Regions from separate parts of the Mus musculus genome. Here all the other regions are linked to region 3. A link is a contact called in public HiCAR-type, HiChIP or PLAC-seq and promoter capture Hi-C data. All regions are on one chromosome and are shown on one strand. Each heading gives the region's core, a stretch centred on a gene start, on an enhancer-like site or on the middle of the called end of the contact. The rest is flanking DNA. Distances are from core to core; before and after follow the strand shown. Region 1 overlaps Gm40102 (a long non-coding RNA gene). Region 2 overlaps Gpr89 (G protein-coupled receptor 89). Region 3 holds the start of Acp6 (acid phosphatase 6, lysophosphatidic). Region 4 holds the start of Cd160 (CD160 antigen). Region 5 has its middle 25 kb from the start of Gm40102. Region 6 holds the start of Chd1l (chromodomain helicase DNA binding protein 1-like).

Region 1 (3,932 bases), core at 685-3,184, 400 kb before region 3:
TCCCCAATGCCAGAAGAAGACCCACTAATAATCCAGCCAGCTAGGACAAGCCACATGATCACCAGTAATGCAAACCTTTTTCAATAGTAACCTTGAATGCAAACACCCGTAACTCACAAAAGACACAGGTAGACTCAAAACTCTAAATCCCAGAGCATCATCGTCGATACTAAACTTGGGAAATGCACAAATACTTGGAGACTGAACAGTATGCTTTTGAATGAAAGGAAGTCAAGAGAGAATTTTAAAAACTCCTAAAATCAAAGGAAACACAGTCTACCAGATGCAACCAAGTCAGTCCCAAGAGAGAAGTTTGTAGCTATAGGATGATCAGAGAGATGTCAAATAACCTAGTGATACACCTCAGGCTGTAGTAAAGATTACGGCAGAAATGAATGAAACAGGAAATAAATGCATAGAATCGATCAAAGATAAATGAGTGACAACCTGAGCTAAACTAACCAAAAGAGAGAAGATCCAAATGATTACATTTAGAAGTGAAAGGGCGCTCGGAGGCTGCCTCCGGGACTCAGTGGGTGTTTGTTCTGTAAGTGGGAGAACTTGCTCAGATCCTCACCGCCCATGTAGAATGGCACCCAGATGTATGCTGGTAACACCATTGGGCTGTAGAGACAAGCAGGTCCAGAGAGCTCATTGGTCAGCCAGTCTAGCTTAAACCATTAACCATAGGATCATTGAGAAACCCTGTCTCAAGCCAGTAAAGTAGGGAGCAATAGGGGAAGCTACCCAGTATTTGCTGTGTCCTTTGTGTGTGCATGGTCATCCATATCTTTATACCCCTCACATATTTTACTGAGATGTCTTCCTGGGGTGATGCAAACAATGTCTCACCTTCCTCCTAAGGTTCCAATGACAAACAGGTACAATTACACTAAGAAGCCAATGAGTTTATTGGGCTTACAGAGCACAGTGAGGGGTTACTTACTGTGGGTGCCCACCATGCCACACCAGGCAGTCTTAATCTAGGAGGAATATTGGCTTCTCCATAGCCACATAGATGGAGCCCTTCTCCCCAGTCATCCTCAGCCTGTATACTCTAGCGACATGTAATTAGAGCAGAGTTATGTACAACAGGTAGAAGGGGGCAGCTAGACACTCATTTGAGGTTCTGGTGACCACCCCTGCCCTTCTATGAGGGGAATCAACAGTCACCAAGCCCAGTGGGGATAATCCTTTGCAAGTTAGCACAGCTGAAGCCCACATGATGGCAGCTGTTTGTCTTGTAGAACAACTCTGTACAACATACACTGTATATGAGAGAAGGGGTTGGGGAGAAAGAAAGGAAGGAGAAAGAAAAGGGAATATGGTTACAAACTAAGAGCTAGAAAAACCTAGGAACATAAAAATTTAAACACATGACCAATGGTTTGAGTATGTTTTCTATTGCCATAGCAAAGACCATGACCAAAAACAACTTATGGAAGAAAGAAATTATTTGCGTTTACAGTACCAGAAAGGTAAGACTCTACTGTGGTTGGGAATCGGGGCAACAGGAAACAGGGAGCTGAGAGCTCATGTTTCAGACTGCAAACAGTAAGTCAAGAGCAAACTGAATGGCGCAGAGCTGTTAAAACTTCAAAGCCTATCCCCAGTGCCATTCTTCCTCCAGCAAGTCTACACCTGAATCTAGCCAAACAGCAGCACCAGGGGGATCCAGGCATTTAAACATCAAGGCCTGGGTGGGACATTCATGTTCAAACCACCACACCATCCAGAGCTAAAGCCAGAAAATTGAGACAGACTCCTAACTAGCAATGTGATTGGAGTAGTAGTTAAAAATCTCCCCAGAAAAAGAACTCAGGGGTGAATGTGGGCCTGGATACCAGTGGTTTTCCACGAATATCTCTGTCCAGGCCAGGTGCAAGGGTTCCAGCAAAAGGAAGGGAGTGCAGGCAGGAAGACAAAGTCTCTGCCACGCCTTCCAGGTCTCTTGGTAACTCCCAGCAGCTCTGAACTGAGCCGACTATCCAGTGAGGAGTGTGGCGGGAAGCTCAGTGGCTCTTCGGGAGAGAAGATCTCTTTCCAAGTTTACATACAGCTCTTAGAACAAAAGACTCAGACAAAGGAATAGTTCTCGAGTACTTTTAATTTCCTGGATGGATTTATATACAGTTCTGGGGGTGATTCAGGGTTCGACAGCAGGTATCTTACATTGGCTAGGACTGAGAGTTTGGGGGAAACCTCAAATTTGCATGTGGGAAGGCTTGGTGCTGTTCCTATATGACTGAAAGCCACCTGCCTCTCCTGTGGGGCCTGTGGGAGTGGTAACTTCAACAGGAGCCAGGGGTCCAGGAGACATGACGGAATGCCTTCCATCCCATGTAGGTGGAAATTACCACCCATTGGGTCCCACCAGGGTTCAAGACCTCAGCTCAACTGGAGACCAGGCTGTCTGTGCATAGCCTGTCCCACGGGTGAAGAGATTACTTCCTGAATTTTAGGAAAATATAAAACACTTCTTGAAATGGTCTACAAAACAGAAACAAGAATGAGCACTTCCATATTCATTCTATAAAGTCAGCATTGCCCTGACATCAAAACCAGGTATCACAGCATAACAACAACAACAACAACAACAACAACAACAACCCTACAGACCAATCTGATGAACGCCTGAAATAAATGCTAACAGAATGCTTGAAAACTGAGCTCAAGAACACATCGAGATCATACATCATGAGCAGCTTTGTTTCATCCCAGCAATGCCACACTGACTCAATATATGCAAGGTAGTAAATGTAACAGCATGCTAATAGACCTACAGACAAAACTCTTATGATCATCTTGATGGACGCAGAAAATGCATTTGATAAAGTTCAGAAGAGTCTTCGTGAATAAGTCATCGAAGAAAGTTGAAATTGATGGAGCACACCACAACCTAATAAAGGCTATATACAATGGGCATAGCCAATGTTATACTAAAGAAAACATCATTTATTTTTTTCTAAAAGTCTAGAATGAGACAAAGGTACCCATTCCTTCGATTCTTATACAAAATATGTTCAAACTCTGGCCAAAGCAATAAAACAAGAGAAATAGATAAAACAGATTTTAAAAAATGGAAAAGAAGTAAAAATATTCCTATTTGCAAATGACATAATTCTATACTTAAAAGACTTCACAGATTCCAACAGAAGGATATTAGACCTCTTTCGGTGACGTTTTAGGACGTAAAAATCAACATTATTTTTATGTATATATACTAATTTGGCTACACACGCATTTGCTGAGAAATCAGGGCAAATATCCCATTCACAATAGCTTCAAAAATATCAAGGAATATACCTAACCAGGGAGGTGGAAGACCCCTAAAATGAAAATATGAACACACTGGAAAAAAATTGATAAGACACTAGACTATGTCAAAAACTTCCTGGAGTGGCAGACTTAATATTATGAACATGACTCTACTATCAAAATCTATTACATTATAGATTTATCAAATCTATAGATTTAATGTAATCCCTATCAAAAATCTAGTGACATTCTTCACAAAGTCAGAGAAAACAATTCTAAAGTTCAAATGGAAGTACAGCCATAGGAATTTTAGGAGTAGAAAGCACAGTGCCAGAAGGCTCATAATACCTGATGTCAAATTGTACTTCGCAGGTTGTTGTGGTGCTTGGGAGGCAGAGGCAGAGGCAGACAATTTCTGAGTTTGAGGCCAACTTGGTCTACATAACAAGTTCCAGGCCAACCAGGGCTGCACGGTAAGACCATGTCTCCAAAACCAAACACAATTTACAGAGCCATAGTGACAAAGATAGTATATTAATGGAATAGAATGTATACCTTGGTAAATATACACATAATAGAGAAAATAAATACCCAGAAATAAACCCACATGGCTGTGGCCACCTAATTTTTGACAAAGTTGCCAAAATGTGCTTGAAATAAGATAACCTATTAAA
Region 2 (4,410 bases), core at 1,907-4,406, 270 kb after region 3:
GGTTAAAAGGCAGAAAGATTTATTTTAGCTCCCAGTTTTAGAGGTTTCAATCAGTGGTCAACTGGCATGTTGCTTGGGTCTGTTGCAAGGCAGTGTGTTATAGTGAGAGTGGATGGCCAAGGACACAGCCAAGGAATGCAGAAAAGGAAGGGGCGGGGCTGGCTGCCACTGTTCTCTCCCAGAGCGGGCTTCCCTGACAGGCCCTATCCTTTTTCTCCTCTGACACTCCTGGGTGGGTGTGCAGATGCCTAGGTGGTCATGTGGAGGTCAGAGGACATCTTGTAAGGTCAGTTCTCTGCCTCTACCATGTGGATCCCAGGGATGAAGCTTAGCCTGTTAGGCCTGGCAGCCAGTGCTCTTACTTACTGCACAGAGCCTCTGCCTGGCTGCCCATGGCAGCCACTGCTCGCAGTTCACATGGGCATGTCAGTCAGTGAAACTTACTGAGTTTCAAGAGTTGTAGTTGTAGTTTCAAGAAAATCTGGGAATAAAAGAGCTCTGTGCTTCCCAGATCCTGTAGTACAGGGGGAAAGCTAAAAAAAGATGGGAATGAACTGAGTGACCCATCGTCTGCAGTCTGCCTCACCTTCCAACACCTTCCACATGGTAGCTTGGATTTGGGGAGGAAAGCTCTTTCATATGGGTCAGAGGAAACATGTAGTTTTTAAAAGCACATAGCCATTCTGTGAGATGGCTCAGTGGGCACAGGCATCTGCTGCCCAGCCTGATGAGCTGAGTTCCCCTCTGGGATCCTCACGGTGGAAGGAGAACACTGTCTCCTACATGTTGTCCTCTAAGCACATGTGCGCTGTGATATGAACACATGCAGGCAAAGAAGTAAATTAATAAAGCATTGTCTTAGTCAGGGCTTGTATTCCTGCATAAAACACCATGACTAAGAAGCAAGTTGGGGAGGAAAGGGTTTATTCGGCTTATACTTCCACACTGCTGTTCATCACCAAAGGAAGTTAGGAGTGGAACTCAGGCACGTCAGGGAGCAGGAGCTGATGCAGAGGCCATGGAGGGATGTTCTTTACTGGCTTGCTTCCCCTGGCTTGCTCAGCCTGCTCTCTTATAGAACCCAAGACTACCAGCCCTGGGATGACACTGTCCACAGTGGGCCCTCCCCACTTGATCAGTAATTGAGAAAAGGCCTTACAGCTAGATCTCATGGAGGCATTTCCTCAAAAGAGGCTCCTTTCTCTGTGATAACTCCAGCTTATATCAAGTTGGCACACCAAACCAGCTAGTACAAGTATTAAAAACAATTTTAAAGAAAGCATATGTATCATAATTAATTTACTTAAAATGAAATAGCAGTATCTGTTTCAGCATTTCATATAATAAACAAAGGCAAAGATCAGCAGCCTGCCAATATTTAAAAATAAGCTTGTTGGCTGGTGAGATGGTGGTTAAAAGCACTTGGTGTTCTTGCAGAGGACCTAGGCAGGTTCCCAGCACTCGTGTGATGGTTCACAACCATCTGTAACTCCAGTTCCAGGGAATTCACGCTCTCTTCTGACCTCCACAGGTACCAGCACACATGTAGGCAGAATGCTCATACACATAACAAATAAACATAAAACAAACGTTGTAATGGGCTTGTATAAGATACCGGTTGATGTTGTAAGCAGTGTTTGCTTCCGTGACACAGATGGAAGCCGCTCTGTGTGTAGTGCCCAGTATTAACGTGCATCGGTGTTTTCAGGGATCTTGTCCATAGAGCAGCTCATCAGCCGGGTAGGCGTAATCGGGGTGACGCTCATGGCTCTGCTTTCCGGATTTGGTGCTGTCAACTGTCCGTACACATACATGTCCTACTTCCTCAGGTAACACATACTTTATCTCCTTCCTTTTTCACTGTTACTGAATATGTACCCTTAGTTGATTTTAATTTAGATTCTCTTATCTTAACCCCCTGAACACTGGGATTACAGGCATGTGCCACCACATCTGGCTCATTTATTTTCTAAGTGGCGAATTTTATGTCCCTTTGCATACACTCTTTAAATACATCTTTCCAGTGGACAACAGTGTGAGCTTCTCCCAACTACAGGAAATTAGTTCCTCCTTGACATCAAATAGTAGGAGACCATGCCAACTTAAGCATCTTTTTTAATTTTTACGCCTATGAGTGTTTGTCTATGTATGTATGTGCATTGTGTGTATGCCTGGTACCCACAAAAACATCAGATGCTCTAGAACTGGAGTTGGAGACATCTGTGAGCCACTTCCAGGTACTGGGAAGCCAGGTCCTCTCCAGCAGTGGCCAGTACTCTTAACCCCAAGCCTTCTCTCTAGCCCAGTGGTTCTCCACTTTCCTGACAGCTCCTCATCTTGTGGTGAGGAGCTTCAACCATTAAATTATTTTCATTGCTACTTCATAACTGTAACTTTGCCATTGTTTTAAATAGTAGTGTAAACATATTTGGAGATAGACAATTGCCTGAGGGTCACGACCCACAGATTGAATATATGATCTAGCCAATAAGCATTTATTTCAAATGTGTCTAGGTCAAAGCTAAGGAAGGCTGAGCACAGGGCACCCACTGCCGCACTAGGACAACAGAAAAATAGCTCTACGGAGTTTATGATGCCCAAGCATGGGATCCCAGACATCACTCATTTCTTGCTCATTGCAGGAACGTGACTGACACAGATATTCTTGCCCTGGAACGGCGACTGCTGCAGACCATGGACATGATCATAAGCAAAAAGAAAAGGTGAGGCTGGCACCCTGTGTCCCTGTAAAGAGCTGGTGGGACGCTTTCTTACTTGTTGTATGTAGGGTACTGAACCACGAAGCTCTACTCTCACCTCAGAGGAAGAAAATTCTTAAGTTCTACCCTCTGAATTTCAGCACTTCTCTTTAAATTGTTGGAATAATGTTTACTATTTGGAGGTTATGTACATATTTAACGTCACTGTGCAGAGGACAAGGCTATCATCCTTTACTCTAAGACTGTTCCAACTTCTTTTTCTCCAGCTACCTAAGCTCCTTTAAGTCTTCTAGACGGTGTTTTCCTCTCTACCCAGATAGACAGGGCAGTGACAGAGCAAAGAGAGGATTCCATCCAAGTTCAGCTTGGTGATCCTGTGACTTTCGTGAGATTACTCATAGGATCATGTGAGTGACCCGGGCAGTTACATCACTGAAAGCCCACAGTGTGGGTGACACCTCTTGCAGGCTCTAGTACTGGAGCCCCAACCCTGCAGCTTTGAGGCAGCTCTGTACTGAAGAACATCCATGGAGATGGATGCTCTCTCTCTCTCTCCCTCCCTCCCTCCCTCCCCGTCTCCCTCCCTCTCTCCTTCCTCCAACAGTTGCTCAGCACTTCTGTAAACTGTATATAGGAGGGACTTCTTTGAGTCTTAAATCTCCTGAATTTCATAAACTCCTTGAGACTCTTCTACAATGAAATGTTTCAGTCAAAAAAAAAAGTGCAATGTAAAAGTCATCCAAAAGGTATTTTTAATCTATATTTTCAAAGTGGCATTTTTATAGAATCTGTGTCACAGTAAGCCTACAAAGCCATCTGACATCACATTATTTGTATTAGAATCTTTGTCTACACCCTACAATGCATCCTTGAACTAGGCATTGTGTCTTTGTGCCTCTGTTTCCTTATGTGTAAAAAAATGAAATAAGCCACGTGGGTTGGCACATGGCTGTAAGCTTGTACTTGTGAGGCACGGGCAGGGGGATCAGGAGTTCAGAGCCTGCCTAGGGTACATGGTACATGTTAGTGACCTGGCTACATGGAAGGAGCCTGTCACATGACAAAAGGGAACTGTTAATGCATTGAGACCCGTGCAGCCGCTAAGAACAGCGAGTGATACCTAGCAAAGACAAGTACTGACATTATCAATAATCTGTGATAATAACTTAGTTTCCATAAGCCCATTTGCCTTTAACTTTATGAAATAGTCTCTGCTCAATATTATAACACATGTTCATGAAGCTTATTGTCTGCTGTCTTCATCAAAGTTATTATCCACATATGAGTGGTAGTAGTTTTGACTTGAGTGGTTTCACATTTCATATTTTCTCCTCCAACACGCTTGTATAGTTTGCTCCATAATCAAGTCAGAGCAGCCTTAATGGAAGAGACATCATAGACACAGAATAACAATGAAGGCTCCAAGTTACTGAGCAGTATTTGTCTCAGTTTGTACGTGTCTGTACTAAGTGTGAAAGGTGAACATGTGGCTGAACAGTTATTTACATGTCTGTACTAAATGTGAAAGGTGGACATGTGGCTGTACATTTATTTTGCTTGCAAATATGTTACTTATATTCTGTACTTTCTATAGAAATGTAAGGTTTTTAAAAAATAAAAAGACTGGGGGCTGGAGAGATGGCTCAGTGGTTAAGAGCACTGACTGCTCTTCCAGAGGTCCTGAGTTCAA
Region 3 (4,322 bases), core at 1,673-4,172:
CCCGTGAGAAGACTGACCTGATGACAGCACGCCTGTCTATAAACCAGTCAGAAATCAGAAATCGTAGCAAAGGTAACTTTAGTCTTATCATTGTCGCTGTGTAGTCTGTTCTGACAAGAGCAGAATAAGGAAGGCTAGAAAACTCAATAACCATGGATTTTGAAAAGAAACCTTGAGAGACAATATCCAGAAACAGGTTCAGATATATATATATACATACACACACACACACACACACACATATATATATACATATATATATACACATATATATACATATATATACACACACATATATACATATATATACATACATATATATACATATATATACATACATACATATATATATATATACATATATATATACACACACACATGATATATAACATATATTCATATATCCTATTATATTAGAGTCAGTCACAGGAGGCTGATGGCATTTCCTCACAACCAGAGCTGGCTCCATCCCAGGCTTTTATTCACAGAACTTTATCCAAGAAAACCAGACGTGCTTTCTGCCTAGGGCTGGCGAGAGAACTCGCAGCTAAGCGTGCTTGCTCTGGGGACAGCAGCCAAAGCACCGCCACGAGGAGCAGAACCACCTGTAACTCCAGTCCCAGGAGAGCCAACGGCCTCTTCCAGCTTCTCTGGCCTACACACCCACACACCCCTAAGTCTTTTTTAAATTTAAAGTAGCAGCCTACAGTCTGCCGTGTATGAGTGGGACGTTAAAGCAACGGTCCTGCTCATTCTACAAAGCAAGGCCATGGAACTACATTCTCCACAGTTTGGAGCTACAGGAAGAAAAGCTAACGAAGCTGGGATTATTGGGAGCTTCCACCATAAAGGTGTAAGATTCCCATCACACACCAACTGGTTCACACACGTACACACACACTCCCTGGAAGGATTTAAACCTTTTTTTTTTTTTTTTTTTTCCAATTCAAAGAGGCAGGAGTAATGTAATGAATATCTTCCCAGTAATGAACTGAGTGGGGTTGGTTTTCTTCCCAGTCCCCTCAACAAAGAATGGGGATAATTTGTCAGTGAAGCCAGTCCTATACTGGAATCCACCAGTTCTATACTGGAATCCACCAGTTCTATACTGGAATCCACCAGTTCTATACTGGAATCCACCAGTACAGGCTGGTATTGATAGGTATTTGCACTGTCTATATACACTGGGTCTAGATCCAGACAAACTTTTATTCTCTGCTATTACTGCTAACTTTGTCTAAAACATAAATATATCTCTCTAACACTCTTTAATAAGAATAGAGAGAGAGGAGGGGTGCAAAGAGGTGGGCATGTGTAGACAAAATGATAAGACAACCTGAGAGATCTAATGTTAAAGGCGTAGAGTGGGTTGCAGTGCCAGACAGAAAGTAGTACAGCCATAGGAACAGGCTAACTGGAGACCTGGTAAACAAACACCTGCTAAAAGATATTTATTTATGTGAGAGCTGCCCTGGTTGCTTGGCTTTTTCATGTGTAACCCTCTTTAAAGACCAGATCTTGGGTTGAAACTATAACTCACAGCCCTTCAGGAAAACAGAAATGACCATTAAGAGTATTTGCAACTGAACAAATACAGACTCCATGGGTAAATTCAACCCGGGGTGTTAGGGACTTCTGGTGCCCTTTTCTTGTATACTGTTAGGGGTTATTTTTTAAACAAAAAGCTAATTATTTGTGCTTTAATCATAATTATCCTGACTTATAGCCACAAAATTAGTTAATTAACTTTCCCTCCTTCTTACCACAAATCCTTTCCAGATTTCTAAACCTGACCTTAAAGAACCCCAAGATACAGTCCTTGTCCGCAATAAGACTTCACAAGATCTCAAATGGTCTCTGGCAAGCCCACAAGAAAAATCTGTATTAAGATCTGGTTCCAAAGGTGCCAGCTTGCTCTGTACTGCGGAAGCACTAAAGGTATCTCCTGGTACAATGATCTCTGTTATTAACAACCAGGCACTTACAAGGTCCTTGAACTCAAGTTCAACCACAGAACTACGAAACGTGACCCAACTCCACATCCGCAGAATCAGAATCTGCATTTAAATAAGAACCCCCGCCTGGGACATTCTTATGCATCTTTGAAAAGTTTCACTACACCAAGCAACTGAAAGTTTGGGGGGCAGGGGCTGCCCTAGCCAGGAAGGCTTACACACCACACCGGTGGTTTGGGATGAGCATGGGATGATGACTCCAGGCCACAGCCTGAGGGCCAGTCTACTGTTGTTTCCCTCTGGTCTGGACCCAGCCCGAGCCCCGACGGGGGACGCTAAAGTGTGTCCCCAAGAACCCCTCTGTGGGCCGCCTCTCACCTGCTCCTCCAGCGGGAGAGGCTTGAGCGGACTCCGTGCCCCGTGTCGAAACACCACCTGCACCATTTTCAGCTCCAGTAGGTTGCGGTCCACCGGACGCTGGCCATTAGGAGCCCGCTGCTCGGCCAGGGCCACCCGCCGCTGGTGGAAGCAGTAAGCCAGCGAGGTCAGGACACCCACGGGGACCCACACGCGCATGATGGAGGCTGTGGAAGCTGAGGGCTCCGCAGGCAACGCGGCTCAGCAGCTACTCAGAAGTTCGCGGGAACTGGAGGGCAAGTGCATCCAAGCTCTCAGAACAAGCGACTCTAGCGGGGCGACCCAGCGACAGTCAGGCCGGAGGTGGAGAGAAAGGGGTGGGAGCAGAAAGATTGTCTAGTAGTTTAAGCCTAGCGTCTGCCGGCCGCCCCTACTGCATGCAGGCTCAGTCAGGGCAGTTACTTGGACCTGAAACTTGCACTTCAAACCGTGTGAAGGGGAGGCCGCAAAAGCAGAAGTTCCTCGGACACCCGGGATTCGGGTCCACATTTTATAACCAAGCTCCCCACGCAATCTCCTGACCTCCCACGGACCTGCTCCAATTAAGTCTGCGCACAGGAGCACGGGAAAGTGAGTCCTGAGACTTCGTCCGATCTGGAAACTCAGACCCGTAAAAACTACAACTTCCACAATGCTATGCGCGGCCGAGGTCCCCAGGGAGGGCAGTTCCGTCGGCCCCCCGCCATGCTTAAGGTCCCGCCCCCCCCCCCCACGCCTCCCACGTTCCACTCCCAGTCCCGCCAGTCTTCAATTTAAGGCTGCCAAGAAGCCCCGGGTAATTAAGGGATTTCGTCTGTTTTTTTTTTTTTTTCCCTTGAGGCTTTGCCTGGGGTGAGTAGGGAGGAAATGAGGGTAAGGGGAGGCAGTGTTAGGATTGGTGGGCAAGGGGAGTAGTTTGAATGTGGAAGAATTCCCTGAAGTCCCCAAAGCAAGATTACTAAAGTCAAGACCTGAAACATCTATCAGCTGAGTGCTTCCTATTTGTGAAATTCCCTTTCCCCATTTTGTTTAAGAAAATTGAGCTAGGGATGTAGTTCAGCGGTAGAGCACTCTCGGGGCATGCGCAAAGCATTAGAGCCAGCGGTTTTTTTGTTTTGTTTTTGTTTTTTGTTTTTTCTCGAGTGATTATTAAGTACTTTTTTTAGAAAATTGTGAGAGAAAAAACAGTATTTCCCTGACCGGGAATCGAACCCGGGCCGCGGCGGTGAGAGCGCCGAATCCTAACCACTAGACCACCAGGGAAGTTAGGAGACAGAGGCTTGAGAGGGAAGATAGTAGACCTGGATTGGAGCCACCAAAGAGTGTCAGGAGAGGCCTGGAGGAATGGCGGTAGTGTTGTCAACATCTGAAGGCATTCTCCTAATCTTTTAACTGCGGAACAGTATCGTGGGCTTCAACTTCGAAATGAATTTCAAAGCAAACCAGTAAAAAATAGACTTGAAGTCTGTTTGGAATGGAAAGAAAAGCAACAGGAAAAAAAAAAAAAAAAGAAAAAAAAAAAAGAACATAACACACCTTACATGGCTATGGGCTTCTCACAGAATAGTCTCAGTTTATTAGAAGCCATTTGTAACCGATTTTAGGCAAAAGAGCTATGACAGAGAGATGCTTAGTGAGAGAACAAGACACCTGTGGATGGGTCTGGGCTTCCCATAAGAGATTCACAGCAAAATGTCTTAGCAGTTACCAGATACATTCTTTTAGTGACTCTCAAGATACATCTTGGCCCTGCGTGGTGGTGCAGGCCTTTAATTTCAGCATTCAGGAAGCAGAGGCAGGCATATCTTTGTGAGTTCAAGGCTAACCTGCTCTACAGTTGAGTTCCAGGATATCCAAGGCTACACAGAGAAGCCATGTCTGGGGAAAAAGAGAGAGAGAGAGAGAGAGAGAGAGAAGCACACCCCACCCCACCTCCTTCACATCTGGAAGGGTTGCTACACTTCACCCTGA
Region 4 (3,999 bases), core at 573-3,072, 340 kb after region 3:
TTTCTCTGTATAGCCCTGGCTGTCCTGGAACTCACTAGGTTTTAAGGAGGGCTCAGAGACTGAAGCTCCATGGTTAAAAAGCACTTGCTTTCTTATAGAATCCCCAGGTAACTCCTGAAGATATATAACTCCAGTTTCAGGGAATCTTTATGCTTTCTTCTGGCCTGCAGTGGGCACCAGACACAAGCACAAACACAAGAACAAAAACTATACATATACACAAAATAAATAAACCTTTAGAAATATAATCTAAATAGAAGGCCAAAGATATGCACAGCTGAGCAGTCCCCATCAGGGTGTGGTTCTGTCCATCTTTGTCTGGGCTTTGCTCTCATCCCATCAAGAGACCTCACGGGTTTTTAGAGAATCTTGCTGAGGGACAAATCCCCACCTCAGGCCGCAGACTTTTCCTTCTCCCGGCAGAAGACTCTTGGGGACATTTCTACTTCTTTGACTCCATTCTCTCAATGGTCTGATAGTCAACTGAAGAAACAGCGTCTCATTTCTGGCAGACCCAGTACAGTAGGAGCTGCTGCAAACAGAAGAGCAGCAACTGCTTTGTCCACCCAAAGCTTTGAAGCTGCGATGGCTGAGCAGGGCCGCGTGTATGTGTCACGGGGCACAGTGAGGCAGACTGTCCTTTTGGTTAAGAAGTTGATTCGGTGAGTTTTTAATGCCTTGGACATACAAACAGGCAAAGACCAGCATAGTCTGGGGTGTGAGGAGAGTTTAGTCCTCAGCATCACGGATAGACAGAGAGCCTGGCAGGCCTCTAATGGAAGCTCAGGCCGGGGAGGCAGAGTGAGTCTCTTTTTCTATGAGTCTCAGTGGAGGAAGATTCCATAGCATGAGCCTGTGGTCGGGCTAGAGAAGGAAATTCCAGGGAAGGGATGTGTAACTCCCAGGTTGTGGAAGACGTGTGGGGGAGGGCTACTCTAATTGAAGTGTACCCATTATACAGGTGAGTGGGTGCGTTAGCATGATGTCAGGGAGTGTGTTTGCTGACTCACAGATAGGGTCTTCTGTAAGGTGACTGTCTCCCTGTAGCAGCAGGGAGCCCAGAATCAACATTATAACAGATGGGTTGTGCTCTGAACATCGCATCCTCTGGGTAAAGGCTACAACCAGCTCTCAGAGACATGCTCTTGGTGGCTGTGAGACTTCAGGCGAGTGTGGGCTGATTAGCCATAGGAATGAATCTAACACCAGGCCAACTATGATGTCTTGTTGTTGTTGTTATTGTTGTTGTTGTGAGGCAGAGTCTCTAGCCTAGACTGGCCTTAAACTTCTGATCTTCCTCCAGTCCTAGGGCTACAGGTCTGGTCTATTTTTAGTGCCCCCCAAATAGCCATTCCTTGCCCACCATAGTTTCAGACTGACATCTTAAGACTAAAAGATAAAAGCCTTTTTGGGATGAATTAACTTAACAAAGCCCTACTTCAAATCAAAAGGTATTCACGGAAAAGATGCAGCACCTTTATCCCCGAGAGCATGTCTTCTGGTCATTCTGTTACCAGTGTCCTCCTTCTCACGCCTTCATTTCCAAAGGTAAAGAAATCTATTTTAAGGAGTCATTTTTTCTCAGTCTTCTTTGAACCTTAGTGCATTTCAAAAGAGAGAGAGAAGTCAGGGGGTGTGATGGAGCAACAGGAGAGAGTAAAAACTACAGGGGCGGGGGAAAGAAAGACAGGAAGACCCCCTCGCTGCTAAAAACCCATTCTGTGGTTTTTCAAAGATCAATGGTGAAAGGCCGAGCTGTGACGGAAGTGGGGAGATAGGGTTTTTAACAAGAGCAAAAGGCCCCGTGTGGGAACCCAGAACACACTCAGCGTGAGCCCCCAGCTTGAGAGCAAGGAAGAACATCTGTCCTGAGGTAAAGAGGCCTGCTGGGAACCTGGGCTCTGGGAGGAGAGATGGAATGCTTAGCAGAACTGTTCACACAGGGCAAGCTCTCAGTTAAGCCAGTGAGAAGCTTGCTTCTCAAAGGCAAAACTAAGGCAGAAGCTGGTGGCACACGCCTTTAATCCCAGCACTCAGGAAGCAGAGGCAAGTGGAGTTTGAGGCTAGCCTGCTCTACAGAGGGAGTTCCAGGACAGCCAGGGCTACACAGCAGAGAAACCCCTGGATGGTGGGGGCTGGGGGGGGGGAGATCTAGAAGGGGGGGCATAGAGACAGACAGAGAGAGACTACTCATGTCAGATGGTTGGTATGCTCATCCTTCTCATGGGCTTCAGGTCCTTGGCTGGTTCAGACACGCCTTAAATGGCAGAGGGCCACACCACATTCCTAAGAGGGAAGTCTCAAAGTCTCAGAGAGCACTTTAGAGTTAAGCCTGGGCAGCTTAGCTCACACATGCTGTGCTGAGTCCTACAGGCTGCTCTCTTTAGTTCTGTGTTCGTGAGAAGACAGTAGGTGAGAGTCATCCCTTTTCATAAATATCAAGGAGATAAAGATCACTGCAAGAAAGCAACCAAAGGTTGCCAAGCCTGCGCTAAAGCCCTCAGGCCCAGCCTGGGCTGTGAACTACCTTCATGGAGCGTCTCTGAAGGGTGTTCATGTCCCAGAGGTCACACACTGGAGACGACAGAGCAAGGGCAGCCTTTAGCCACGGCATGATTTGGGCAGAGGAAGCCAGCCAATTCATTCCTGGGTTTATAAGAAATGGACAATTCTCCCTAAGTTCAGTCCCGGCCACTTCCTTGGGGGAGGGGGGGGGGAACACACCTTCTGCCTGTGAATCAGAGGTGGTTGTTAACCAAGGGGATGTGTGACCCTCTGCAAGTTCAGCTCGCAAATGGGATTTGTGAATCTGGGGATAAAACGCATCTCCGCCTGTGTCAGTCTCGACTAGGGAGCGGCCAATTGCTTCCACGGTAGACTCTGCCACTGGTAGAAAGCATGGGTTATCGTCAAAGCTGCCGGCAGCTGTCATAGCTGTCGCCACTTCATTAAACTAGACAGGGGTTGTTCCTGCAGAGAACACCCACGTGGAGGCTCAAAACCTCTAGAACTCCAGTTCCAGGGGATCCGATGCCCTCTTCTGGTCTCCACAGGCACCAGGCACACAAGTGATCACAGACATGCATGCAGGCAAAACAGCCCTACCCGCAAAATAAAATATTGAAATTTAAAAGGAGAAATTCTGATAGATATAGGATGGACACTAGATCCTAAAGATAGATATTCTTCTCTTGTATATTCTGTAACTCTGTCTTTATAGAATTTGTTTCCTTGCTTATCCTATACCTTTTGCTTTAGTGATTTTAGGCTCTTTTTTTTTTTTTTTAATTTCATATGTTATGAATGTTTTGCCTATACACACACGCACCACACGTTAGCCTGGTGTTCATACTGACCATGGTTAAGCCAGCAAGAAGGCTTAGGACAGTGGTGGGTGCTCTCAAACTGGAGTCACAGACCCTGGTAAGACACCGCGGGCGCCGGCACTCAACCCTAGCTTCTAAAGAGACAGCGCCCTCTAGCGGATAGAACTCCGGGCACTGCCCGTCTGCTACACATAAGGTGCTTGCTCCTGGCATCAAGGTGATTTCTGCCAAGAGAGTCCTTATCCCAGTAGTCCCCCGGGCCTGAATTTCTCCCTTTCTAACCCTCTGTAACCTGCATCCTCAATTCTGTTCTTTAGTGTCTGAGAGAAGAGAGGTGGCTGTAAGAGGAACCAAAGGGTTCCTCCAAACGGTTAGGAGTCTGGCTTCTCCACCCACTCTCTGCAACTTTAAGCGAGTCACGCGACTTCTCCGAGAGGTCTGCACAGAACACGTGATTAATGATGCTCAGAGTTTTATAAGAACTAAATACAACCATGGGTGTGGATGTGAACTGCAGCCAGCTGTGCAGCCAGAATAATGATAACGACTAGCATTTTATTGAGCAGCTGTGCTACGCCAAGCGCACACTATCTAAGCTGCCATATTAACCCCCTACCATCATTTTATCCATCAATAAACTTGTTTTCATAGAGATTAAGAAACTTTTCCAACA
Region 5 (3,966 bases), core at 42-2,541, 360 kb before region 3:
ATTAACCTCAAATGTGGCTGAGAGAGTTTTTTCTCAGGGGCCAAGGAAGCTAAAAGAGGCTGAGGAGAAGAGAATTTTCGAACGCTCACACACATAAAGGATGAGTACCTCCGAGGGGAGTTTATGGTCCTCTCTGTGGACTGATTCAAAATAGGGTGAATATCTGGTTGCTCAGTGGTGCTGTAGAGGATTGATCAGTGCTTCTCTGTTGGTCAGGCTTCTCCAAATCTGTGGAGTCCCCTTGCTGTCTTGCTAATGTAGAAAGCTCTGTGATATAAGGCCTTCAGAATAGCTGACTATGGTCTATTCTGAAAGTCTATTATCTTCTGCTAGTGTGCTAGCATCTCCCACGAGGGGCCAGCCTGTGTTGTATCCCTTCCTTTCCTTTCCTACAACAGAGCACAGTGTCTGGTCCAAAGAGGACAGCAACAATGTCTGCTAACAGGCCTGAGCTGCGACTCTGTACCTACAACAGTGAACGTTGGCTCTGACATTACAGGGAAGGTAGAAGCTGTGTTAGATACTTAGTTTCTTCCTTTAAGGGTCCCACCCTCAATGCATATTCAAGGCATAGAAACAAAGCATGACAACGCCTTTGATAGCGGGGTCTCCTGACTGGCTTTCTGTTTTCATAGACCCTATCACAACTGACCAACAGCTACCAGGACAACAGATTGCTGTTCCCAGACCCTTCCTTGCTCATCCTTTGAGCTTGGGGATCCGTTTCTTTCTGGTGATTTAAATTTGGAACTGCCTCCAAGATTTCAGCCCCGTGTATCAAAAGCTCCCAGAATTTTTCTGCAAAACTTCCTTGATTCAACCAGCTCTGCCAGTTGGGGTTTCTGAGGAAATGAACCAAAGCTGGCAGCGGTTGCCATGGTGACCAAGTCTCTCTGGAGTGAAGTCAGGGGAGCATCCATTTAAAGGAAAGGGGGAGCAGTATTGTACTAGGATGGCCATCTGCTAAGAATGAAGTGGTCTTGGAGAAAGAACTGAGCTGAGGTGGGGGGGGGGGGCAGTGGTGGAGCCTTAGGGGATGTGGAAGCACTGGAATAGAAAATCTGTTTATCAACAACTCAGGGAGATTAAGGGAAGTGGCCAAGCAGCAATGCCGTTTTAACCTAGGAGAGAAGATGCATCTGCATGGATCCTGGGAGCAGGGATTTGTGTTTACTCAGAATCCCTCGGCATCCTGGGAGTGGCAGCAGGGCAGACGGAGGAATCACCCCGGGCTTGGCACAGGTGAAATCTGCTTTGTGTAGAGTCAACACACCTGTGGAACGGACATACCTGCGATGGCTGCCAGCCACGCTCACAGTACGAGTCCCTTAAACCAGTCGCCACAGCATGAACAGGAGTGCATCTGTGTGCAGCAGAAGCGTCCTGGAAAGCAAAATGTGTTCATGGCTCTACTGAGAATCCCTAAACCAGGGTTTTATTGACAGGGGCAGAAGTGCCTGTTGCATAGTTTATCTCAGTCAAATCTCATCTTGACATTTTTTTTTAAAAGTCATTTTCTCAGAATCTGACGAGTGCTCTATCTTAAGCTACAACATGGCTAGCATATTTCTTCAAGATGCTTGCAGGTGATGCTTGCACGTGAACCTGTGGGGTAACTAGAAGACAAGCTGTATTCACCTCAGAATACTGTACAAAGATGCTCTCCTCCAGAGGAAGCCAGAGGCCTTTTTGGCCTCTCTTTCAGAACTCCCCTCACTGTCTTTCAGGATGATGTCAGGTCACAAAACAGCCTTTGCCTGAGGAAGGATCTAGATTGAAGTTGGCCAAATCTTTACCAGCAGGTTACACTCTTGAAGGACAGCCTCAGCATACACGAATGTGTTTCCTGCTCTTTCCTTTCGATTCCTTCTGCGGGCAGCTCCAGCTACATTCCTTTCTGTCTCCCCATAGGCGGGCAAAGTCCAGTGCTCCTGGTGAGGAGACATGAGGTTGGCAGCAGAGGGCAAGCTCACCCATCAGGCCAGAGCACGGGTTTCTATTCTCCTTGCTGTCCATTATAGCTGAGAGGTCTAGGCTGAGGTTTGGGTGGTGGGAAGTGAAGAGAGGTGGCCCTGGCTGCCTGCTTTGTTTTCCGCCCATTCAAACAAGCCCAACTCAAAGGAAGAATTCTCTCCAAGGTATAGTCCAGGCCACGGGGATCTTGTGTTGGGAAAGTTTGTGGAGTGTTACTTGCTTGCGTTTGCAATTTCCCTGGTCTATGGCCCTCACCACCTCTCCACTCAGAGTTGATAGGTCAGGGACAGGATCTGGTCATGACCACATCTGCTGAATTAAATACCACTTATACAATTCCAATGTCACCCCCAACAGTATCCCGGTTCTATCCCAAGCAATATCTGGCTCAGTGTTCATCTCATCCCTTCAACTTCCATTTCCTCATCAAGTTAAGATACAAGAGCACTAGCTAACTTAACGTCGGCTTATATAGCTAGGAACTTTGAACAATTCACTGCTGTACTTTTTAAAAGGATTTCTTTATTTTTCTATTTTGAGAATGTATTCACGTGTGCCAAGTGCATGCCTGATGCTCAGAGGCCAGAAGAGGGCATCGGATGTTCTGGAGCAGAGGGTACAGGAGCTGTGAACTTCCCGATGCGATGGCTGAGAATGAAACCCAGGTCCTCTACAGGAACAGCAAGTACGCTGTAGCTCCCCCAACGCTATTCTTATGCTGAGCTTCCTCTCCAGCCCCCATATTTATTGTTTTAACTTAAAAATATCTATTAGTCATTTGAAAACAAGTACTATGTTTTATTTTTGTCAGTGAAAGCATGAATGTAATGTATCTTATATACTAGTTCCTTAATACACAATTTTTTGACACAGAAAAATTTTTAAAGTTTACAAAAAGGGATTGGAGAAGTCCCGGGATACTCCCCTGCATGCAGGAAGGAATTTCCTCTGAAACTTCCACAGCAAGCGGGACTGATTCTCTTCATAGGGAATTCCTGTGGCCTCACGTTTAGCCCCCTCACAGGTGAACCAAATTTGTGTTGGGAAATGCTTCTCTATGATGACACCCGATGAGTTGTGAGCAGCTCCCATAGCCACACAGTCCCCGCAGAGGCTCACCTTAAAGCCACCTCGTCTGCGCATGCCCATCTCACAGCCCCTCGGGCATTCAGAGCAGCCTTTCTGTTACCTGGGCCTCAATATCCTCTGTAGTCTTATACATTCTTCAGAAAAATGCCTTTCAGTGTGTTCCGATGCCCCGTCTCTCTTCTGAGGATGTGGTTATATAACTGTCCTTGTGAGTGGTGGTTCCCAGAACAACCCCCACAGAATGGCGAGGCAAAATTGCAGACAGCCCGTAGGTTTTCCAGAAGTGGATGTGCGAGCTTCTCGGTGCAGTGGTGTGGAGTGAAGCTTACTCATCGAAAACTTGGGCGCTGTGTTCATTTCTCTTCGTGAATGTAATGTTTGTTCCCAGGAACTAGAAAAGCCGATCAGGTGGATTTTGAATGTTGATTCCATCAGGATCAACATTCCTCCAAGTGTTATTGTGAAGATCACTCAAATTAATATGTGCAAATCATTTAATCTTCCCTATGTATAGTAGGTACTTAATAAATAGTAGATTATATAATTACAAGCAACAATTATGATTTAAGATGATCTCTAAGTTTGCCAACACATCTTGATTGCTGAGATTTTTTTTGTTGTTTTTTGTTTTGTTTGTTTGTTTGTTTGTTTTTTAATTTTAGAGCTTGCAGTGACTTCAGGACTCTCAATTCTCTATCACTCAAATACTTATTACAATACATCCTGATTCTGGACAAAAAGAGTAGACATAACTTTCCTACACCAGAAAGCAAAACACCCCTTCTTCCTCCTCCATGACTGTGTTAACCGCATGATAGAAGCAGTGTGGCCAGCAGGGAAGCGTAACTGGCAGGAAGTTCATTGGTACAAGGAAGGCATTTGCTGGAATGGTACAGTCTGAGG
Region 6 (4,093 bases), core at 118-2,617, 450 kb before region 3:
CCCCCCAATCAAATGGAAAAACGACTAGTGAAAAAAGGACTGTATTCAATACAGCTCTATTGGAAAACGGGGGCAAGTTTGTTCAGTTCCACTGGTAAGGGACAGATAACACACTATGTTCTTGTAAGAGCCCACTAGTAGTTCATATTATAAACAAGAAACTTCAAGTACCCACTGAGAACTGTTTTTTTTTTTTTTTTTTTGAGTTAATCTTTAACCTCAACGTAATTGATCACAGAGGGGTGCGATGACCTTGGTGTATCTGACACCTCCACTCTTGATCTGGTTGTACCTCAGGTCTGGTTCTGTGTGTTCCTGGAGAAGTCTGTATAACGGGATAATTGATCACAGAGGGGTGCGATGACCTTGGTGTATCTGACATCTCCCCTCTTGATCTGGTTGTACCTCAGTTCTGGTTCTGTGTGTTCCTGGAGAAGTCTGTATAACGGGATGGGTAAAGTCCCTTAGTCATTAGAGGACTACTTCTGCATAGTGGGGCCAGCCTTGGTCCTTCTTAGGACAACGTGGCCATTAGTTATTTGTTATTTGTTTTTGTTTTTATCACACATAGATGTTCTGTTTGAATGGCTACTCTTGGAATCTTGAGGGGATGGGGGGGGGGGAAGTTCTCTCGCACTTTATTTTTAAGAAAAGGTTTACTGCACCTTAGGCTGGTTTCAAACTTGTGTAGCTGAGGCTGACCGTGAGCTCCGGTCCTCCTGCCGACAGCTCCCTAGGGCTAGGATTACAGGTGCTCACCCTCATGCCCCACCCGAGGGCTTGGTACATTCGAGGCAAGCATTCTGCTAACTGAGCTTTGATCTTTATTATTTATTGACACCTTCCTGCTTTGCAGCCCAGGCTAGACTGAACTCACAAATTCTCCTGCCTCAGCCTCCCCAATGCTGAGATTACAGGAATGTACCACCAGGGTCTTTTCTTTGAATGTATCTTGTCACTACACATTTTAAGAGATAAAGTTAATCTTATTTTGGTGTTTTTAGTCATACATGAAGAAAAAGGTTAGATAATATAAGACGTATCTACCTTGTAGTACTAGTTTTTAGGCATGTGCATCGTAACTGAAAACATGGAAAGCTGCTCAGGAATCGGACCCAAAGTTTAAAGAAGACAGATAAGAAATTAAGGGGGGGTGGGGAGCTTGCCAAGTTTTGAGCTTGCTGTTAGCTACCCAAGCAACCCAAGTTAGGAGTCAGAGCTTTTAGCAAAGGCAGCCTCTAGGTCCTAGTCGCAGACGCACACTTAGACCAGAGTCTTCCGCACCTGCGTGCTAAGGAAGCGTGGGAAGGCGCGCGAGCTGCGCCCTCTGGCGGCGGTGCGTTGTACTCCGCACGCGCGGGAGCGAAGGCGCGGGGCCTCTCGGGATGGCGAGCGGCTTGCCGCGCTTCCTGCAGGCGCTGCCGGCCGAACACGGGCCGGAGCCGCTTCGGACGCGGGTGCAGGAACCGGACTTACAGCAGTGGGGCTTGACTGGTGAGCGGGCCGGGGACGCCCGGGGGCGGGCGGGAGCCGGGAAGGCGCGCGGCAGCGCTGGCCTACGCGGGGACAGCGGGGGAGCCAGCAGCTTCCCGGCCGCTCTCGCTCCTCCCAGTCTGCGTTTCCCTGCCGACTGGGCATGCGCACTCACTTGTTGCGGCTCCCTAATGAACTCTCAAAGTTGCGCTGCCCAGCAAAGTTTGTCCTGTCCTGTGCCTCTTGTGCTTTCGTATTAAGCCCACTTGCCATTACGAGTCCCAAGTGAGGGGATCCCACATGTGTGGACCCCAGGTGTGTAGGCTCCAGATGTGTAGACCTCAGTTTGTAGGTTCCAGATTTAGAGACCGCCGGCCTGCAGACCCCAGTGGACCTGGAGCATCCTCATCCTGCGGCGTTCTCTCTATTCCACATCCCAAGACTCCTTTCCTTATGTGTCTGCTGGGAATGTAGTGCTGGTGTAACGGAAAGTCATAATGACTCACCAGTTGTCACCTCGTGGTCGTTATTTGTTGCTGTCGAGAGAGTACTGTGGGGTATGGGGAGCAGATAAACAAAATAAATAGCGGCCCTAGGACCCAGTTTCTTTACTAGCGGATACGTGCTTTTGAAAGCATAAGGAAGCGCTTGACTTACACGTGCCAAGTACCACCAAAAGGTGAGGGTTTGGAAAGGCAACAAAATGTGCCTTTCTGCCAGGCGGTGGCGCACCCTTTAACCCAGCGCTTGGAAGGCAGTGGCAGGTGGATCTCTGAGTTCAAGGTCAGCCTGCTCTACACAGCTAGTTCCATGATAGCCAGGGCTATGTAATAGAGAGACTCGTTCTTTAAAAAAAAAAAAAAAGTTCCGTTAGCTTAGAGGAGGGGCAGATGACGATGAGGGCGAAGTGAAAGACAAGCAGTTCATATTAATATTTTCCATTTATATTCAACTTTAAAATTTTTATTTTTGAGATTATAGTTACACCTCCTCTTTACTTCTTTACACTCTCATAAACCCTCCCATTCTCTCCTTCAAATCCATGTTCCCTCCCCCCACTTAATCGTTATCCTATGCTTATACCTATGTACATAAATACTCCTAGATATACTAGTTCAGTGTGTTTAGTGTCACTTGTATGTACGTTTCAGGGCTGACTGGTTGGCACTGGACAGCCAGTTGGTGTGCTCCTCCCTAGAGAAGACCCCTTTTATTGCTCTTAGCTTTTCTTAGTTGCCTGTAGTTCTTTGTGTAGGATTGAGGCCTCAATGGCTCCTCTCTGTTCATTTTGGCATGCTCACTGGTACTATCTGCATGTGTGGGCAGTCATGTTGGTGACAGTGTAAACAAAGCGTCTGGTGTTACTTGGAGACACAATTTGACAACAAAGTTTTTGACCTTGCTTTCTGTCCCCTCTTCCACAATACCTTAGGTGTGGATCTATCCATTGGGACTGAGTTCTACACTCTGCATTCTAATTGGTTGTGGTCCTCTCTATTGCTCTCCATCTCTGTCAAAGGAAAGTTTCCTTGATGAGGGGAGAGGACTGCGCTTATTTGTGGGTATAAGGACAAGTGTTAGTAGAAGGCAGCATTACAGCTCAGGGTTCTCTGATTCCTGTTTCTCAAGTCCTTCCACCTCTGGGCATGCACCCTAGGTCAATAGAAATGGACTGTCTATTTTGGGGATCTCCTGGACAGCCCCGACAGCACAGTTCAGTTGCCCTTTCTGTTTACTAGAATAAATGCAGTATTCAGAGATGGCAATCCATTGAAAACCTTCTGGCCTTTCTTCCCTGTATGTGCTCATGAAATAATTTATGCCTACAGAAAAAGAAATTTTAGTTTACAATCCTAACAACTCAAAAGAGGGCTTCTCATGTCTTCTATTTGGGTTTTTATTGGGTGGTCTTTGGCTCTGGGAGGGAGCATTGTCAGCCCAGGTGAGAAGAGTGTGTTAAAGCTACATATGTATATTTATACACAGATTTACATTATTATAGGTTTGTTTTGGTTTTAGATACGTAACTGTATGATTCTTTGTGACTTTTTTAGATACCCGTACTGTTATTTTACCCTCCTTTTTCCTTCTGAGTAGTTAGCTAGGTTTCCAGTACAGGTCAGACATGTTTTCCCTCTTGTTGAGCCAGTCTTTTCCCTTCCTCCCAGGAGAGTGCCCCCCTCCCCTTTATCATTCTCCCTATCTGTACCTGATTTAAATCTGGCTTTGTGGACTGGCCTTAGTGTATTAAGCTTATCTTGATTGATGTTTGTCTGCCTATATGCGTGCCAGTGGCCTTGGGATTGATACTTTAAAATATGCAGAAGGGCCAGAACTGTATACAGATCAAATCCAGCTGCATGTAATGGTCCAGGAGGAGCCTATGTGTGCAGGGGCATTCTTGATAAAAGAAAGTGAGCAGACAAGAGGGTGCAGGTTTGAATGCATGGGATAGATATGAAATGTAGATATTATCACAGCCAAATACTTATTACAGTTATGAATTTAATATTTTAGATTTATTATTTTATGTGTGAGTGTTTTGCCTGCATGCATGTGTATGTATTACATGAGCTCCTGGCTCCTATGGAGGTCAGAAGAGGGTATTGTATTCTCTGGG

What was found. Promoter capture Hi-C pulls out the DNA fragments that hold promoters and counts their contacts. HiCAR-type assays count read pairs that join an accessible place to other places. HiChIP or PLAC-seq counts read pairs in DNA pulled down with a chosen protein or histone mark.
Region 1: an H3K27ac HiChIP or PLAC-seq map of embryonic stem cells shows a contact between it and region 3, with 2.7 times the contacts expected there. The contact joins the enhancer-like site here to the promoter of Acp6 in region 3. A contact is called at or near these places in 5 of 39 promoter capture datasets (cranial neural crest, hippocampal neurons, liver and 1 more) and 3 of 115 datasets of contacts at active chromatin or transcription factors (embryonic stem cells and forebrain).
Region 2: a contact with region 3 is called in an H3K4me3 HiChIP or PLAC-seq map of bone marrow-derived macrophages, with 2.3 times the contacts expected there. The contact joins the enhancer-like site here to the promoter of Acp6 in region 3. A contact is called at or near these places in 5 of 39 promoter capture datasets (the HPC-7 cell line, cranial neural crest, hippocampal neurons and 2 more), 5 of 115 datasets of contacts at active chromatin or transcription factors (bone marrow-derived macrophages, embryonic forebrain, embryonic limb bud and 2 more) and 3 of 9 other capture datasets (adipose tissue, embryonic stem cells and liver).
Region 4: a promoter capture Hi-C map of hippocampal neurons shows a contact between it and region 3, with 2.3 times the contacts expected there. The contact joins the promoter of Cd160 here to the promoter of Acp6 in region 3. A contact is called at or near these places in 5 of 39 promoter capture datasets (the C10 cell line, embryonic stem cells, hippocampal neurons and 2 more), 1 of 484 Hi-C or Micro-C datasets (embryonic stem cells), 7 of 115 datasets of contacts at active chromatin or transcription factors (the SCID.adh cell line, T-cell acute lymphoblastic leukemia, embryonic stem cells and 3 more) and 1 of 9 other capture datasets (embryonic stem cells).
Region 5: a promoter capture Hi-C map of hippocampal neurons shows a contact between it and region 3, with 2.0 times the contacts expected there. The contact joins the enhancer-like site here to the promoter of Acp6 in region 3. A contact is called at or near these places in 5 of 39 promoter capture datasets (the 3T3-L1 cell line, cranial neural crest, embryonic stem cells and 1 more) and 2 of 115 datasets of contacts at active chromatin or transcription factors (acute myeloid leukemia and embryonic forebrain).
Region 6: a HiCAR-type map of astrocytes shows a contact between it and region 3, with 2.2 times the contacts expected there. The contact joins the promoter of Chd1l here to the promoter of Acp6 in region 3. A contact is called at or near these places in 7 of 39 promoter capture datasets (the 3T3-L1 cell line, cranial neural crest, erythroid cells and 4 more), 1 of 484 Hi-C or Micro-C datasets (embryonic stem cells), 3 of 115 datasets of contacts at active chromatin or transcription factors (astrocytes, embryonic forebrain and embryonic stem cells) and 1 of 9 other capture datasets (adipose tissue).

Annotation. Positions count from the first base shown.
Region 1 is chr3:97,553,628-97,557,559 of GRCm38.p6, reverse strand. The region is part of intron 2 of Gm40102 (a long non-coding RNA gene); the gene reads right to left. Among named protein-coding and RNA genes, the nearest start is that of Gm40102, 9.3 kb to the right of the region's middle. Within about 2 kb of position 1,934, at least 3 of the 459 cell types and tissues checked have an H3K27ac peak or open chromatin away from gene starts, as enhancers often do. A contact at or near this core is called in embryonic stem cells, where this site is marked.
Region 2 is chr3:96,888,222-96,892,631 of GRCm38.p6, reverse strand. Gpr89 (G protein-coupled receptor 89) reads left to right here. Exons shown (of 14, transcript NM_026229.4): 6 at 1,709-1,829; 7 at 2,643-2,723. Among named protein-coding and RNA genes, the nearest start is that of Gpr89, 15 kb to the left of the region's middle. Within about 2 kb of position 3,156, at least 13 of the 459 cell types and tissues checked have an H3K27ac peak or open chromatin away from gene starts, as enhancers often do. A contact at or near this core is called in bone marrow-derived macrophages and macrophages, where this site is marked.
Region 3 is chr3:97,157,377-97,161,698 of GRCm38.p6, reverse strand. Acp6 (acid phosphatase 6, lysophosphatidic) reads right to left here and starts at 2,922. Exons shown (of 10, transcript NM_019800.4): 1 at 2,334-2,922. The coding sequence starts at 2,531. n-TEctc12 (a tRNA gene) reads right to left here and starts at 3,614; the gene lies at 3,543-3,614.
Region 4 is chr3:96,812,344-96,816,342 of GRCm38.p6, reverse strand. It overlaps Cd160 (CD160 antigen), which reads left to right and starts at 1,822. Exons shown (of 5, transcript NM_018767.3): 1 at 1,822-1,873.
Region 5 is chr3:97,519,441-97,523,406 of GRCm38.p6, reverse strand. No RefSeq gene overlaps it. Among named protein-coding and RNA genes, the nearest start is that of Gm40102, 25 kb to the left of the region's middle. Within about 2 kb of position 1,291, at least 35 of the 459 cell types and tissues checked have an H3K27ac peak or open chromatin away from gene starts, as enhancers often do. A contact at or near this core is called in hippocampal neurons, where this site is marked.
Region 6 is chr3:97,607,464-97,611,556 of GRCm38.p6, reverse strand. Chd1l (chromodomain helicase DNA binding protein 1-like) reads left to right here and starts at 1,367. Exons shown (of 23, transcript NM_026539.2): 1 at 1,367-1,494. The coding sequence starts at 1,386. It also overlaps a transcript of Fmo5 not described here.